Regions from separate parts of the Sus scrofa genome. Here regions 1 and 3 are each linked to region 2. A link is a contact called in public HiChIP or PLAC-seq data. All regions are on one chromosome and are shown on one strand. Each heading gives the region's core, a stretch centred on a gene start, on an enhancer-like site or on the middle of the called end of the contact. The rest is flanking DNA. Distances are from core to core; before and after follow the strand shown.

What was found. HiChIP or PLAC-seq counts read pairs in DNA pulled down with a chosen protein or histone mark.
Region 1: a contact with region 2 is called in an H3K27ac HiChIP or PLAC-seq map of alveolar macrophages. The contact joins the promoter of TAPBP here to the promoter of C7H6orf125 in region 2. A contact is called at or near these places in 1 of 5 promoter capture datasets (liver) and 1 of 2 datasets of contacts at active chromatin or transcription factors (alveolar macrophages).
Region 3: an H3K27ac HiChIP or PLAC-seq map of skeletal muscle shows a contact between it and region 2, with 2.3 times the contacts expected there. The contact joins the promoter of LOC100156657 here to the promoter of C7H6orf125 in region 2. A contact is called at or near these places in 1 of 5 promoter capture datasets (liver) and 1 of 2 datasets of contacts at active chromatin or transcription factors (skeletal muscle).

The regions. Positions count from the first base shown.
Region 1 is chr7:29,670,876-29,675,384 of Sscrofa11.1, reverse strand. TAPBP (tapasin) reads left to right here and starts at 1,932. Exons shown (of 8, transcript XM_005665884.3): 1 at 1,932-2,782; 2 at 2,923-3,093; 3 at 3,315-3,575. The coding sequence starts at 2,743. It overlaps ZBTB22 (zinc finger and BTB domain-containing protein 22), which reads left to right. Exons shown (of 2, transcript XM_001927786.4): 2 at 1-2,379. The coding sequence ends at 1,779.
Region 2 is chr7:29,927,064-29,931,433 of Sscrofa11.1, reverse strand. C7H6orf125 reads left to right here and starts at 1,632. Exons shown (of 4, transcript NM_001243451.1): 1 at 1,632-1,785. The coding sequence starts at 1,648.
Region 3 is chr7:30,329,361-30,334,334 of Sscrofa11.1, reverse strand. It overlaps LOC100156657, which reads left to right and starts at 2,284. Exons shown (of 5, transcript NM_001190191.1): 1 at 2,284-2,377; 2 at 3,482-3,665; 3 at 3,856-3,881; 4 at 4,150-4,255; 5 at 4,405-4,786. The coding sequence starts at 3,555. The coding sequence ends at 4,470. HMGA1 (high mobility group AT-hook 1) reads right to left here. Exons shown (of 6, transcript NM_001185155.1): 6 at 4,922-4,974.

The sequences.
Region 1 (4,509 bases), core at 683-3,182, 260 kb after region 2:
AATCAACAGCGGCTGCAGGGCCAGCTCTGTGATGTGTCCATCCGAGTGCAGGGACGGGAGTTCAGGGCTCATCGTGCTGTTTTGGCTGCGTCCTCCCCTTATTTCCACGACCAGGTCTTACTCAAGGGCATGACCTCCATCTCACTGCCCAGCGTCATGGACCCCGGAGCCTTCGAGACTGTGTTGGCTTCAGCTTACACTGGCCGGCTCAGCATGGCCGCTGCCGACATTGTCAACTTCCTCACAGTGGGGTCTGTGCTCCAGATGTGGCACATCGTGGACAAGTGCACTGAACTCCTCCGAGAGGGCCGGGCTTCAGCCACCACCACCACCGTCACTACTGCTGCAGCAACATCCGTCACTGTCCCTGGTGCAGGGGTCCCCCCCGGGAGTGGGGGCAGTGTAGCCCCTGCTGCTGTGGGCTCCGTGCGCTCTCATGCCTCCAGCCGGGCCAGTGAGAATCAGTCCCCCAGCAGCAGCAACTACTTCAGCCCCCGGGAGTCCACTGATTTCTCCTCTTCATCCCAAGAGGCTTTTGCGGCTTCTGCAGTGGGCAGCGGGGAGCGTCGAGGTGGTGGCCCTGTGTTCCCAGCCCCGGTGGTTGGCAGTGGAGGGGCTACCTCTGGGAAGCTGCTGCTGGAGGCAGATGAGCTGTGTGATGATGGCGGGGATGGGAGGGGGGCGGTGGTCCCTGGGGCTGGGCTCCGGCGGCCGGTCTATGCACCCCCCAGCATCGTACCACAGAAACACTGGGTGTACGTGAAGCGGGGTGGAACCTGCCCCGCACCAGCACCCCTGGCTCCCCAAGACCCAGACCTGGAGGAAGATGAGGAGGAGGAAGACTTGGTGTTGACCTGTGAGGATGATGAAGATGAAGAGCTGGGGGGTGGCTCCCATGTTCCACCAGGGGGAGAACCTGAGACGACCCTTAGCATTAGTGATGTCCGGACCCTGTCTGAGCCTCCAGACAAGGGAGAGGAGCAGGTCAATTTCTGTGAGTCCTCCAATGACTTTGGCCCCTATGAGAGTGGGGGTCCCGGAGGGGGGCTTGAGGATTCAGGGGGACCAACCCCTTCCTCCTATGCTCCCTCCCACCCTCCTAGGCCCCTGCTTCCGCTGGACATGCAGGGCAACCAGATCCTAGTCTTCCCATCCTCTTCATCCACCTCCTCCTCCTCCTCACAGGCTCCAGGCCAGCCACCAGGGAACCAAACTGAACACGGGGCTGTGACGCTGGGGGGCGCGTCAGCAGGGGCCCTGGGCATGCCGGGTGGCACTGGTGGGACCCCTGGAGGAACAGGCAGTGGGGATGGAAATAAGATCTTTCTGTGCCACTGCGGGAAGGCCTTCTCCCATAAGAGCATGCGCGATCGGCACGTGAACATGCACCTGAACCTGCGGCCCTTTGACTGCCCCGTGTGCAACAAGAAGTTCAAGATGAAGCATCACCTGACGGAGCACATGAAGACTCACACAGGCCTCAAGCCCTACGAGTGCGGCGTCTGCGCCAAGAAGTTCATGTGGCGAGACAGCTTCATGCGCCACCGGGGACACTGTGAGCGCCGGCACCGCCTAGGTGGGGGCGGGGCCGGGGCCGGGGCTGGGGCGGGACCCGGGGGGCCCACCGGGCCAGCCGTGCAACCCAAGAGAGAGTCTCCAGGCCGGGGCAGCGGCGACGAGGCGAGTGGGACCACGCCCCCGCCCAGCCGACGGGTCTGGTCCCCGCCCAGTGTCCATAAGGTGGAAATGGGCTTCGGTGGGGGCGGAGGAGCAAACTGAAGAGGCGGGCTACTGGGGGTAGCCTGCGAAGGAGGGAAGAGGAACGGGAGCCAGGGGCCCTGTGGCTCTTACGTGGTGTCCCCACACACCTACTGTCTTCCTATCTCAATAGACTTGTACATATTCTGGAGTTGGGACCGCGTTGCACCACGGATCACCCCTTTCCACTCTGCAGCCCCTCCTCCCCAAAGTATCCCCAAACCCAGCCCTTCGTCCCCCTCAGATGGGTACACTGAAGCCCCAGCCCCAGAGTAGAATAGGGCGCACTCGGTGGGGAGTGGGGAGGGAGAGGGGGCTAGTGGAGCATCCTGGAGTCGCTGGGTCAAGGGTCAGGTGGTTGTAGTCTGTACCTGAAGTCTGTGTTTGTGTTGTTGTGGGGACCAGGTCTTTGAGCCCCACCCTTGTCCTGGAACATACCCTGTCCCTCAAAGGATGTGCCCCTTATTTCCACCCTAACCTCTCCTCCCCCACCTTGGCGTCCCCCACCTTGATTCTCACTGGGGAGGGGGGAGTGAAGACAAGGAGGGAGTAAGTTGTAGGAGTTTTTATTTTAAATCTTATTTTTTTTAAATGGTGATTAAAATATTTATTGGTCATTTCACTTGGCTTCCCGACACCCCCTATGTGTTTGCTGGGGACTTGGCACAGGTGGGGGATGGTGGAGGGATGGTTCTCAGGGAAGGGGATTCTGGCGGAGAGGAAGGGGGAGCCCAGAGGGCGGGAGGGCTCCGGACTTTGTGGTGTTGGGTGGTCCAGGAGGGCGGGGGGGGGGAGTGGGTGCGACTGAGGTCCCCAGACCAGAACTGGAGAGGAGGTTCCGGTGCAGCCTGCGGGGAAGCACCTGCCTCCCCCGCCTTCACCTAACCCGAGCGGGGATTTCCTCCGTCCCACCTGCGGCCTTTGGAGGAAAGTGAAAGTGAAAGGGGGAAGAGGAGGCTGCGGAGCTGAGAGGATCGCGACGCCATGAAGCCTCTGTCTCTGCTCCTCTCTGTAGTAGCTTTGGGTGAGCTAACCCCGCGACTCTCTGCTCAGAGAAGCGGTGGGAGGTGACCCCGCCACGGCAGGGGTGGGGGGTAGGGGGTGGGGAGAGGTCAGACCACCTGATATTGGGGCCAACACCTCACCCGCACCCTTCCACCCCAGGCTTGGCGTCCACCGTCTCGGCGGGTCCCGCGGTGATCGAGTGCTGGTTCGTGGAGGATGCGGGCCGGGGCCAGCTGTCCAAGAAACCCGCTGCCCTGCTGCTGCGCCAGGGCCCCGGGAGCCCACCTCCTCGGCCGGACCTCGAGCCAGAGCTCTACCTCAAAGTGCACGGTGAGCCTTCCCCGACTCGCTCCCAATTCCGTCGCCTCCACCGAAAGCCTCTCCTCTTTGGGTCTTGTAGTGTCCGCGGGCCTGTTTCCTCCTCCGTAAAATGAAGCTGGAATACCTGTGAATCGCTCACTACCGGGTGGTTTGCCGGTTTGAAATCCCGCCTTCCTGCCCCTTTGCTGGCGGCGACTCTACAGTTACACCTCCCTTCTCTGCTCTCACAGACCCTGCGGGAGCCCTCCTAGCCGCCTTCAGGCAGTACCCCCGGGACGCCCCCGCGCCACGCTGCGAGATGAGCCACTATATCCCGCTCCCCGCCTCGCCCGACTGGGTCAGCGGCTTGACTCCGGAGCAGAGGTGCCCGCGGGCCCTGGACGGGAAGTGGCTAATGGTCAGTATGTCCAGCCCGGTACTCAGCCTTTCCAGCTTCCTTCAGCCGCAGTCTGAGCCTCAGCTGGAGCCTGCTCTCATCACCATGGCAACAGGTAGCTAAGGAGGGGAAGTGGAAATAAATGGGTACATTCTAAGGGTCCAGAAAAGCCGGTTCCCCAGTGGGGTCTCAGTTTCCTTATTTGTAGATCCAGGCAGTTCAGCTAAAATTTAGCTATACCTACTGCTGCCTCTAGGCCCAGCCCAGTTTTTTTAAAGACTTGCGGCTTGGGGCGGGGCTTCGCAGTATTCCGGGGGCGGGGCTTTGGGGGGGTGGGGCGATGGGTCTTGGAGTGTCTCGGGAGAAGGAATTTTTCTCCTTTCCCGCCTAGATCTTGCTAGGTGCCCCCTCCTTTGCGGTTCGCTTAGTTTAGACATCCTTGGCAGATAGCTAAGCACGGGCTCTTGAGCACAAGCTTCTTGACCTCCCCGACAGCTCCTTGTGAGGACGTGTTGACCCTGTGGTCACCAAATAGTGGGCTTGAGTGCATGGAAGAGAGGAGGCGGGAGAGCAGATGGTTCCAGCTGCAAGGACCACTTATTGCATCATGCTACGCAATTTGGGGTCCAGGGGTCAGGGTTGGGCGCAGAGAGGGAGTGGGTGGAAAATGCAAGAGTAGGGAAGATCTGACCTGTCCAGGACTTGGAATTTCTAGGAACTATTCTGTGGACGGTGGGCAGGATATAAACAGAGTCCTTGGCTTCCTTCAGGCTTAAGCAATTTTGTGGAAACAATACAACTTGACCAGCCTGGGTTGGTCAAGCCCAGCTGAACCCTACACCCTCCATTTGCCAGGAGTCCCTACACCCACAGGGCTCAGTGCCCACCCTGCAACCCTGACCTGCACCTACACCTCCATTCTCAGTCCCCAGACGTGGACAGGGGCAGAGGCGAGCCGCTTATTCTGGCAACAGTATTCCGAGTAGGTAGGAATATTTCTCAGGCTGTTGGCTTCCCAAGGTGGGGGTGAGAGAATGTCCTTTTCTCTC
Region 2 (4,370 bases), core at 383-2,882:
GTGGTTGGGTGCTGCAAACTTCTTGGTGCCAGAATCTTTTGTTCTTACAGATGTCCACAAGTGTCTGCTCACAATGTTCCCATAAACCTCCAAGACAACTCTCTGTTCTGCAACTTTTTAATCTCCATACGAGTGGGAAAGTGGTGCTATACCTTTAAAGGTTAGAGCCTTGAGAAACAGCTCTCCTGTACATTTCAGGCTCTAGGCAACATTCTTGCAGCAAAAGCAACAGAATACAAAGGTTAAAGTAAAACAGATTCAGTGTACATTACAAATACTGCAAATGGTGAGAGTGGTACAGGGAGAGGTACTGGTGGGTGGAGAATGCCGTGGGAGGGGGTCTTGAGTGCCTCATTTTCCAACCCCCCAACTCCCCTCAAGCAGGCATCACACATCCCTGTGTCCCCAGGTGTTCCCATTCATAGGTCTTTACCCTTAAGGACTTCAGACAGTTCAGAGCTATTCCCTGCTAAAACCACCCACTGATCTCTGTCCCCCCACTTCCTCTCTCTCCCAGTCGTGCCCCAAGCCTGGCTCTTGCTGCTCAAAGTCCCTCTCCCAAGCCCACTTTCAAAGCTTAACCATCCTCAAGGCCCAGCACAAATGCCATCTCCTTCAGAAGCAATCCCTGATCTTCCCCATTCCCCCAATCTCAACAGCTAGAAGGACTATTTCTTTCTCCAAACGCCTAGTATTCTTTAACACTTCCATTAAAGCCCTTGTCACTTCTAACATTGTATTTGGTTCTGAATTCACTCCCTGACTCAGGGCAGGAGTCTCCTGGAAACATACAAAGTAGACGGGTGGAGAGAAGGAAGAGATCTGGGGGAAGCCAAGCGCTGTGTGCATGGGATGGTCCTGTCTAAAGACAGGACAGTAAAGACGCAAAAGGAGGATGAGGCTTTCCTCAAGGAAAATCCGGAAGGTAGAGTTTTTGGGGTTTGTTTGTTTAAGAAAAGAAAAATCAGGATGCAGCTGGAACTGTATAAGAGCAAGCTTGGTAAAACAAGTTTTTTTCCAGGCTGCATCAACTCAAACAGACAAGTGGACGGCTTGGGGAGGGGGAGCTCAGAAGTGATACTAACAGGGGCTGGGGACACAGGGACAGGAGCGAGGAGCACTAAAGAAGGAATTGTGGCAGAGCACCAATCGTGGTACTGATAGGTACCGGGGCTTCGGGAAAGGGGCGCGGGCGGCGGCGGGGGGGGGGATGCTGCAAACCACGTGTGCTAGGATATTAAGTTCAAACATATCTTCATCGAATAACAACCTGTATTTACATGCAAATGTATCCGTTTATGCAAATCAGCAGAGGTCTCAGAGGAGGATTTTTAGTCTGGAGCTTGTGCATTCATTGAAAAAGAGAAGCAAAGCCGTCCCTGGGGGTACTCCACGCCTGACTTGCCCCTGGAAGACCGGCTGGTTCCAGAAGGACAAGAACTGAATTAGCTCGGCTCGCAGGGCAAGCGAGCAGCGCCCCCACCCGGAATGCGGCGAGCGCGGTGAAGGAGCGCATGCTCCCTCCCTCCTCCCTCTTCCCTCCTCCCTCCCGCGCCAGCTCCTCGGAAAGCCAGAGGTCCTTAGTGCGCAAACGCCTTCCGTCTGCGCCAACTCCTCCCTCGGGGGCGGGGACACGCGGGGCCCAAGATGGCGGCCAGCCGCTACCGGCGTTTTCTCAGGCTCTGTGAGGAATGGCCGCTGGACGAGACCAAACGGGGCCGGGACTTGGGCGCTTATCTGCGGCAGCGGGTAGCGCAGGCCTTTCGGGAGGGAGAGAACACCCAGGTGACACAGTGTGGGGACCGCCTGCGGCGGGAAGGCGTGGGGGGTAGGGGGGCAGGACAAGGCAGGGCGGGCCGGTGGCGGGCCCGGCGCATGCGCGCGCCGTTCCCTCGGCCACACGTGCGCGTGGACGGCTCCGTGCTCTTAACAACGTACCCCTCGGAGTTCTAGGACGCTTTTAAAAATCTGGAGACCTGGGTCGTTCGACCTACTCGAATCAGAGTGTGGGGCAGGCCTTGGCCTCAGTATTTTTAAAAGCTCTCCATGATTCTAGGCGCAGTACCTGTGGCAGTCTGTTCCTCCCCTGACACTACCGTACCTCACAGTGCTGTGTGGTGACCGATAGCCAAAGCCCTGTCCTCACCCCAGGCCCCTGCGTTTGAGTAGACCTGCGTTTTTGTGGTTTTTTTTTTTTCGGCTTTTGTGTTTTGAGGGCCGCACCTGTGGCATATGGAGGTTCCCAGACTAAGGGTCGAATCAGAGCTACAGCTGCTGGCCAACACCACAGCCACAGCAACGCCAGGTCCGAGCCGCGTCTGCCACCTCCACCACAGCTCATGGCAACGCCGGATCCTTAACCTACTGAGTGAGGCCAGGGAGCAAACCTTCGTCCTCATGGGTGCTAGTCATATTCAGTTGCCTCGTAAAAGACCCTAAGACTCCATGATAGGGTCTTAAAGACAGGCTCTGATTAGAAGGTGGATTTTATCATAAGACCATTGAGCTGGGAAGGTTTAGTCGGGGCCGATGTGACCTAATTTACTTTTTTTAAAGATCACTCTGGTTGTAGTAGTGAATGGATTATAGGGGGGCAAGAATAGAAGCAGTCAGCTGGAGAAGAGGTTACTCTGGCAGCCCAGGCAAGAAATGGTGGTGTGGATGCAGAAGGCAGCCCAGGAGAGGGAAGTGGCTGGATTGAGGTTGCCGTGGAAGGTTGCGGCCACAGGTTTCCCTGATACATTGGATGCAGGATAGAAGGAAAGGTGAACCAAGGGTCACACCTAGATTGTTTTGGCCTGAGCATCTGGGTGGAAGGTGGTGCCATTAACTGAGATGAGAAAGACTAGATGAGGAACAGGTGGGATGTGGGAAGAACATCTTGTGTTTGGTGTTAGACGTGTTGAACTTGAGATGCAGAGTGCTGTTACCTCTGAGTGGAAATGTCAAGTAGACAGTAGGATATTTGAGCCTGGGGCTCGGGTGAGAGGTCAGGCCTATGAGATAGCATATACACACATACACAGTCTGAGGAAGTGACTTTTGCAAAATTTGGCCACAGCTGTCAAAGTAGGAACATGGTCTTTTGCAACTTAGCTACACGGAGCCAAGCCAGCCCACCTAGTAGAGCAAGAACATGCCCAGTGGCATCATGGGGACAAGCACTGGGTGGGTGTTGGGATGGATGGAGTGTCTGACTAGGGCTGGGGAGGGTGTGGGGGTGTGTGACACCACACTGAGGCCTCACACTTCTTACAGTGCTCTTCACTGGCCCAAAGGATAAAGATTTTGCAGGCAAGAATCATAGCTAGTCCCAATCCTGTGAATCCCATAAGCCTTCTAGGGCTGTGCTCCCTATGTATTTCTGGTGCGAGCTTCCTGAAAATAGAGGTTGTTCCATTTTTATCTTTCTCCCCATAGTGTCTCACATAGTTCCTCACACATAAAAGACACTCAGTAAATGAATGGATGGTTACATAAATGATTGGTGGTGGCTCATGAGACAAAAATCATTTGAATATAGTTGCAGGTGTAGCAGAACTAGATGGAGAGAAGTTGCAAAGAGTGAGAAGGGGATATTTCTGTGTCCTGAGTGGTGAGAATGAATTTGCAGGCTTACTCACTGGGGAACTGCGGGAACTGCAGATGAGGGGCAGAACCTGGTCCTGATCACCAGGGAGCTCACGGGACTTACTCTGAGGGAATTTGGAGGGCGGGGGACCAGGCAGCAGAGAAGCAGTGAGGGTGTGACCTTCCCCAACTAGACTGTTAGTGAGAGAGGGGCGAGGGGCCAGGAAAGGAGGGCAGAGTGTTCTCTTTGGAGTTGCCATCCTTTGTCATCACCTGGGGAAATGGCTCCGATGAGTCAGAGGCCCACACAGATTTGAGTCATGGCTGCAGGTGCAAGTCACCGCTCAGTGATGGTTCCACAGTGGCTGATGAATGTGCCCTGGTGGAGTGAGCCAGGGCGTCATGATGGCAGCAGACACATGACTCAGGACCTCCTGGTACCTCATCCTGATATCACCTGAGAAGGTGCCTGGCCTCAGTGAATGCTTGTGGTGATCTTTAGGAGGAATAGTCCCTTGCTGGAATTGAGGGCAGTCCTGTCAATTACTTCCCCTCACACCCCCGGACTGAGAGAGAAAGGTCGCTCTGGTAGGTTCTTTGCTAGGCTGGCAGCCACCAGCAGGCAGTAGACCTGGTCGGCTGATGGGTGTGCAGCTCCCATGGTTGTGCCACTTGTCAGGAAGACAGGCCTGGAGGGGGCAGCTCTGCCCCGCACCTCGTTCCAGGAGAGAGAGGCAGGCAGTCTTCGGCCTTGGGCTTCCTGCCACAGTAGCACTGAACGTGCACCACACAGCATGCTT
Region 3 (4,974 bases), core at 1,035-3,534, 400 kb before region 2:
CTCCTATTTTTGGTCTTTTTTAGAGCCGCACCCACAGCATATGGTAGTTGCCAGGCCAGGGGTCTAATCAGAGCCACAGCTGCCGGCCTACACCACAGCTCACGGCAATGCCAGATCCTTAACGCACTGAGCAAGGCCAGGGATTGACCCCGAAACCTCCTGGTTCCTAGTTGGATTCGCTTCCGCTGCGCCACAACGGGAACTCCTTAAATTGAAGTTGCCCCTACTACCTTGAATAGTGTTCTGGGGTAAAGGAAGTAAATACATGCTGAGTATCATCCCAGTATCACTAGACCCTCAGTTTATGTGGTTGGAAGTCCTGAGAACAGGGACAAAGGTTGGATGTGTGGGCAGACAAGGGGGCCTGGTTTCTAAAACCTACTACTTAATTCCCACTTCCTTGTAAGATGAGAGGGGCACTACATGGGTAGGGGCCTCCTCCCTCTGCCCTCAGCTCTGGTAAAAGCCTGGCATGAGTGGTCTCCCTACTCTCCACACTCAAAAGCCTGAGAACCCCAGGAAATCTACCTGCAGCCTCCAAACCCAAGCTTTTCTCTCATTCCTTTCCCTTTATCTGATTCCCCATCAGTCAGATGGTGGCAATTCTAAGCAAAAGGCCAGAGTTCTCACCTGTCCTCTGGTTCCTAACTGGGTATTACTCCTTCAGATCTGCCCTCAATTAATTGCCGCTGGTAGGACTTGAGGAAGTGAAGTGGCTCAACCATGTCCATGCCATTGGCTGCCCCTGGCAAGAACAATGACCCATGCCACCCCTGTATCTCCATTAGCACTTGAGGATTCAGGAGACCTTAACCTGCCACAACTTTTATGTCCTTGGACGTTTTCCATCACCTGCCAATCTGGAATTTTCCCAATTGCATGTGATTGTGGTGGTGGAGAGGAGGGTGTGGTATAAACTATACACACACAGTTTGACGTAACTTTATTTATTTATTTGCTTTTTAGGGCCGCACTGGTGGCATATGGAGGTTCCCTGGCTAGGGGTTGAATTGGAGCTACAGCTGCCGGCCTATACCACAGCCACAGCAACATGGGATCCCACCCACCTCTGCGACCTACGGCACAGCTTATAGCAATGCCAGATCCCCAACCCTCTAAGCAAGAACTGGGATTGAACCTGCATCCTCATGGATACTAGTGGGATTTGTTTCTGCTGCACCACAACGGGAACCCCTGACTTAACTTTAGACTCACATGTAGTTGTAAGAAATATTAGCAATCCCTCATATGCTTTGGCCGGCTCCGCCCAGTGCTAACATTTGCAGAACTGTAGTATAACATCACAACCAGGACACTGACACTGGTAAAATCCAACAATCTTATTCACATTTCTCCAGTTAAGTGTGTGACATTGTGACATTTTACTTACCAAACCAAGCTCACCTACTGATCAAGCTACCTGTGACCCAGGGGGACTTCACCTCATAGCTCCGTCTGTGCCTCAGAAAACTGGAAGGAGGTTAACAGGGAATTTAAAATACAGGGTATGCCATGTGCCAGGCTCTACCCATGTCACTGTGTAATCTTTATAGCAGCCTGTTTTGCCAACTTTAAGACTGAGGCATAGAGAGGATGGCTGGGTGGGTGTATCCAAGGTCCATGGGCTGGGCAGGTGCGACTCTGGACCTGCATATTCTACCCTCTGGGCAGAGCACAGAGGGCCAGGCTGCAATACTACCGTCTGTGCGGTTCTATAAAGACTAACAGGGCGCGGAGTTCCCATCGTGGCGCAGTGGTTAACGAATCTGACTGGGAACCGTGAGGTTGCGGGTTCGATCCCTGGCCTTGCTCGGTGGGTTAAGGATTTGGCGTTGCCGTGAGCTGTGGTGTAGGTCGAAGACACGGCTCGGATCCCGAGTTGCTGTGGCTCTGGCGTAGGCCGGCGGCTACAGCTCCGATTCGACCCCTAGCCTGAGAACTTCCATATGCTACAGAAGAGGCCCTAGAAAAGGCCAAAAGACAAAAAAAAAAAAAAGACTAACGGGGGCGCTTGTGGGGCCAGGGCTCCAACCAGATCAGCACGCAAAGGAGACCAAGCTCTGCCTGGAATGTGAACTCCCAAGCGCTCCCGCCCCGGGGGACGCCGGGAAGCCGCGCGCGCCCCGCCCCTCCCCGCTGCGCAGCCCTCGGCTGCCCCCTGCCGTCGCGTGGTGGTCCCTGCAGCCCGGGCCGTCTCCGCCTTCGCACCGCCCATTCCCCGCCTCCTGATTGGCCGCTCCAGGAGTCTCCGGGCCTTCTGCCTTCCGATGCTGTGGCCCCGCCCATTTCCCCGGGTCCTTTGATCACGCGCCTGCCGGCTCTTCCGGGGCCCGGGAGCCAACCGAGGGCGTTCCACTCCGGGCTGCAGCGGCGGGAGGTAAGGCATGGCCGGGTTGGATGGGCTGCAGAGCGCCGGCACAAGTCCACGCCTCGGGGTGTCGGGATTCCGGGATACCCGGGCCCCTCTGCGCTCCCAAGTTCCCCTCCCCCGGCCTGAGCCTCCCAGCGCCATGGCAACTACCTCCCGCACGCCGTTGCTGGTCCGCGTCCTAAGAACGGCCTGTCACTCTCCCTATCTCGGCATGTCCCCTCGACTGTGGGACGGTGCGATTCTGGGACGGTGCGATGCGACTGGGCAAGCCCGCAGCCCCCACGGGCCCCGGGACCGGCCCAAGCTCATACCTTGCCTTCCGATGGGAACCGAGGCGAACCGAGGTCGCAGACCGCGGGGCATCGGCGTTGAGCCTCCACGGGCAATCTCCTTCCCTCTGTCATGGGAACTGACCCTCTCCACCTCCGCCTGTCAAACCCGGGCCAGGAGGGGAGGGACTAGGGCGGAGCCCCGAGTGGGGATCAGGGGAAGGTGACATCACCTCGCAGATGCAATCCAGTCCTGCCCACTTGTGTCTACCCTGGCACATGAGACCAGTGGGGGAAATGGTGCCCAGGAGATATGTCTGGAGTGACACCAGGGACAAAGAGGGCATATAGGACCTATGGCCTGAAGTGTGGGAATTGGACCGGGACTGAGGGAGATGCGCCCCTTCAGAAGCCCCTACCTCACCCCTAGGCTACAGTCCAGGACCCTCATAGTTTAATCTTAACCTCCTTATTTTGCTCCCTTGGAGCTGCTGGCAGCCCAGTGCCCTAGAAGGTTGGGCAGGGGCTGGGACCATACACCTAACCTTTCCCCAGAAATTGATAGCTGCAAATGTTTCGGCCAGCACCCTGAGCTGGGCCCCACCTTGATTTGGGGATAGGAGCTGAAAGGGCCTCAGGCCCTGACTCTGGGCCTTTCCTGGGTGCCCTTTACACCCAGGATTTGCAGAGTTGCTGGAGGGTTAACCCCAGCACACTGACCTGGAAGATCCCTTGTCCCAGCACCTGACTTAAGTTTTCACACATTACTGGCTCTTGGGGAGGGATCCAGAGCCTAGGTGTCTCTCTGGGTGACATTGACAACCTCCTTCCTCCTCCCCAGGGAGCCCAGTGGAGGCGCCCTCCCGAGGCAGCACTGCCCATGCTGACTACCCAGCCCTCCAGCTGCCGATGTCATGAGTAACACCACAGTGCCCAATGCCCCCCAGGCCAACAGCGACTCCATGGTGGGCTATGTGTTGGGGCCTTTCTTCCTCATCACCCTGGTCGGGGTGGTGGTGGCTGTGGTAAGGAGCCCCCACATCCACTCATATATACCCACACTTTTGCTAAGGCAGGGCTGGGTGGGCCTGGTCCAGCCTGCACAGGGCACCTCAGCTGTCCTGTTACGGGAGCGGAGGGTGTGGAAATGGGCCCCACTCACTCGTGGGCCATGCTGGGCTCAGCTGCCTCCACAGTGCTGTGTCTCTGTTACAGGTAATGTATGTCCAGAAGAAAAAGCGGTGAGTGTCCCCGCCCCCTGAACATTCTGCTTAAAGTTCTCCCCATGGCATCTCAGCTCCCTGCGCAGGTTAAGACGCCCCTCAGGCATTATGAAACTAGCCTGGAATTCCCTACACTCCACTGTTCGGTTTTCACACCCAGACATGTATTAGAGCTCTAGTGTACCCCAAAAGGCACCCACTGGAAGCGCCCCCGCCAGGAGCAGTAGAGACGGGGCAGTCAGGTGTCTGTGGACCCCCGGAGCTGAACCCGTCCCATGCTCCCCAGGGTAGACCGGCTTCGCCATCACCTGCTCCCTATGTACAGCTATGACCCTGCTGAGGAGCTGCACGAGGCCGAGCAGGAGCTGCTCTCTGACGTGGGAGACCCCAAGGTGAGCACTTGGGACAGGCACAATCAGGAGAGGTGGGCCCGCGGTTTGCACCCTTGAAGCCAGAGCCTTGCTGTGGCTAGAGGGCTACCTCCTCCAAGGTTGTGCGGCAGACTCCTGGCACACAGCCCGTGGCATGATCTCCCTCACAGGTGGTACATGGCTGGCAGAGTGGCTACCAGCACAAGCGGATGCCCTTGCTGGATGTCAAGACGTGACCCGAGCCCCTTGCCCTCATCTTCAGAACCATGGGGTCCTGGACCCTGCAGCCTGCTGCTTCCCCCCAACTCCCAGCTCACCTTCCTGGGTCTCCACGCCCCCCACCCCCCTGTGCCTGGCAGCACCTGTTCCCTCAGCCCCACATAGCAGCCAAGCCCCAGTAGCATCTCACCCCCAGCTAGGCCTTCAGTTTTCTGGGGCCAAAGGGCAGAGCTTCGCCCTCCCTGACCCAGCTGTGGAGCCACTTCTGTGGTGACAGGGCCTGATGTATAGTACTCTGTATGTATATTTTGTAAATAAAATGTTTTGTGGCTATAGGGGTGCAGCTGATGTCTTCTGGGGGGGCTTAAGGTACCTTCTGTGGAGCCAACACCAGCTTTTCCCCTTCCTCCCCCGTCCTGGGCAGAGCCCTTCAGGAGCGACCCCTGCCCAGAGACATAAGAGACTCAGTCCAGAAAAGGACATTTTTTTATTCAAGTAACTGCAAATAGGAAACCAGAGGG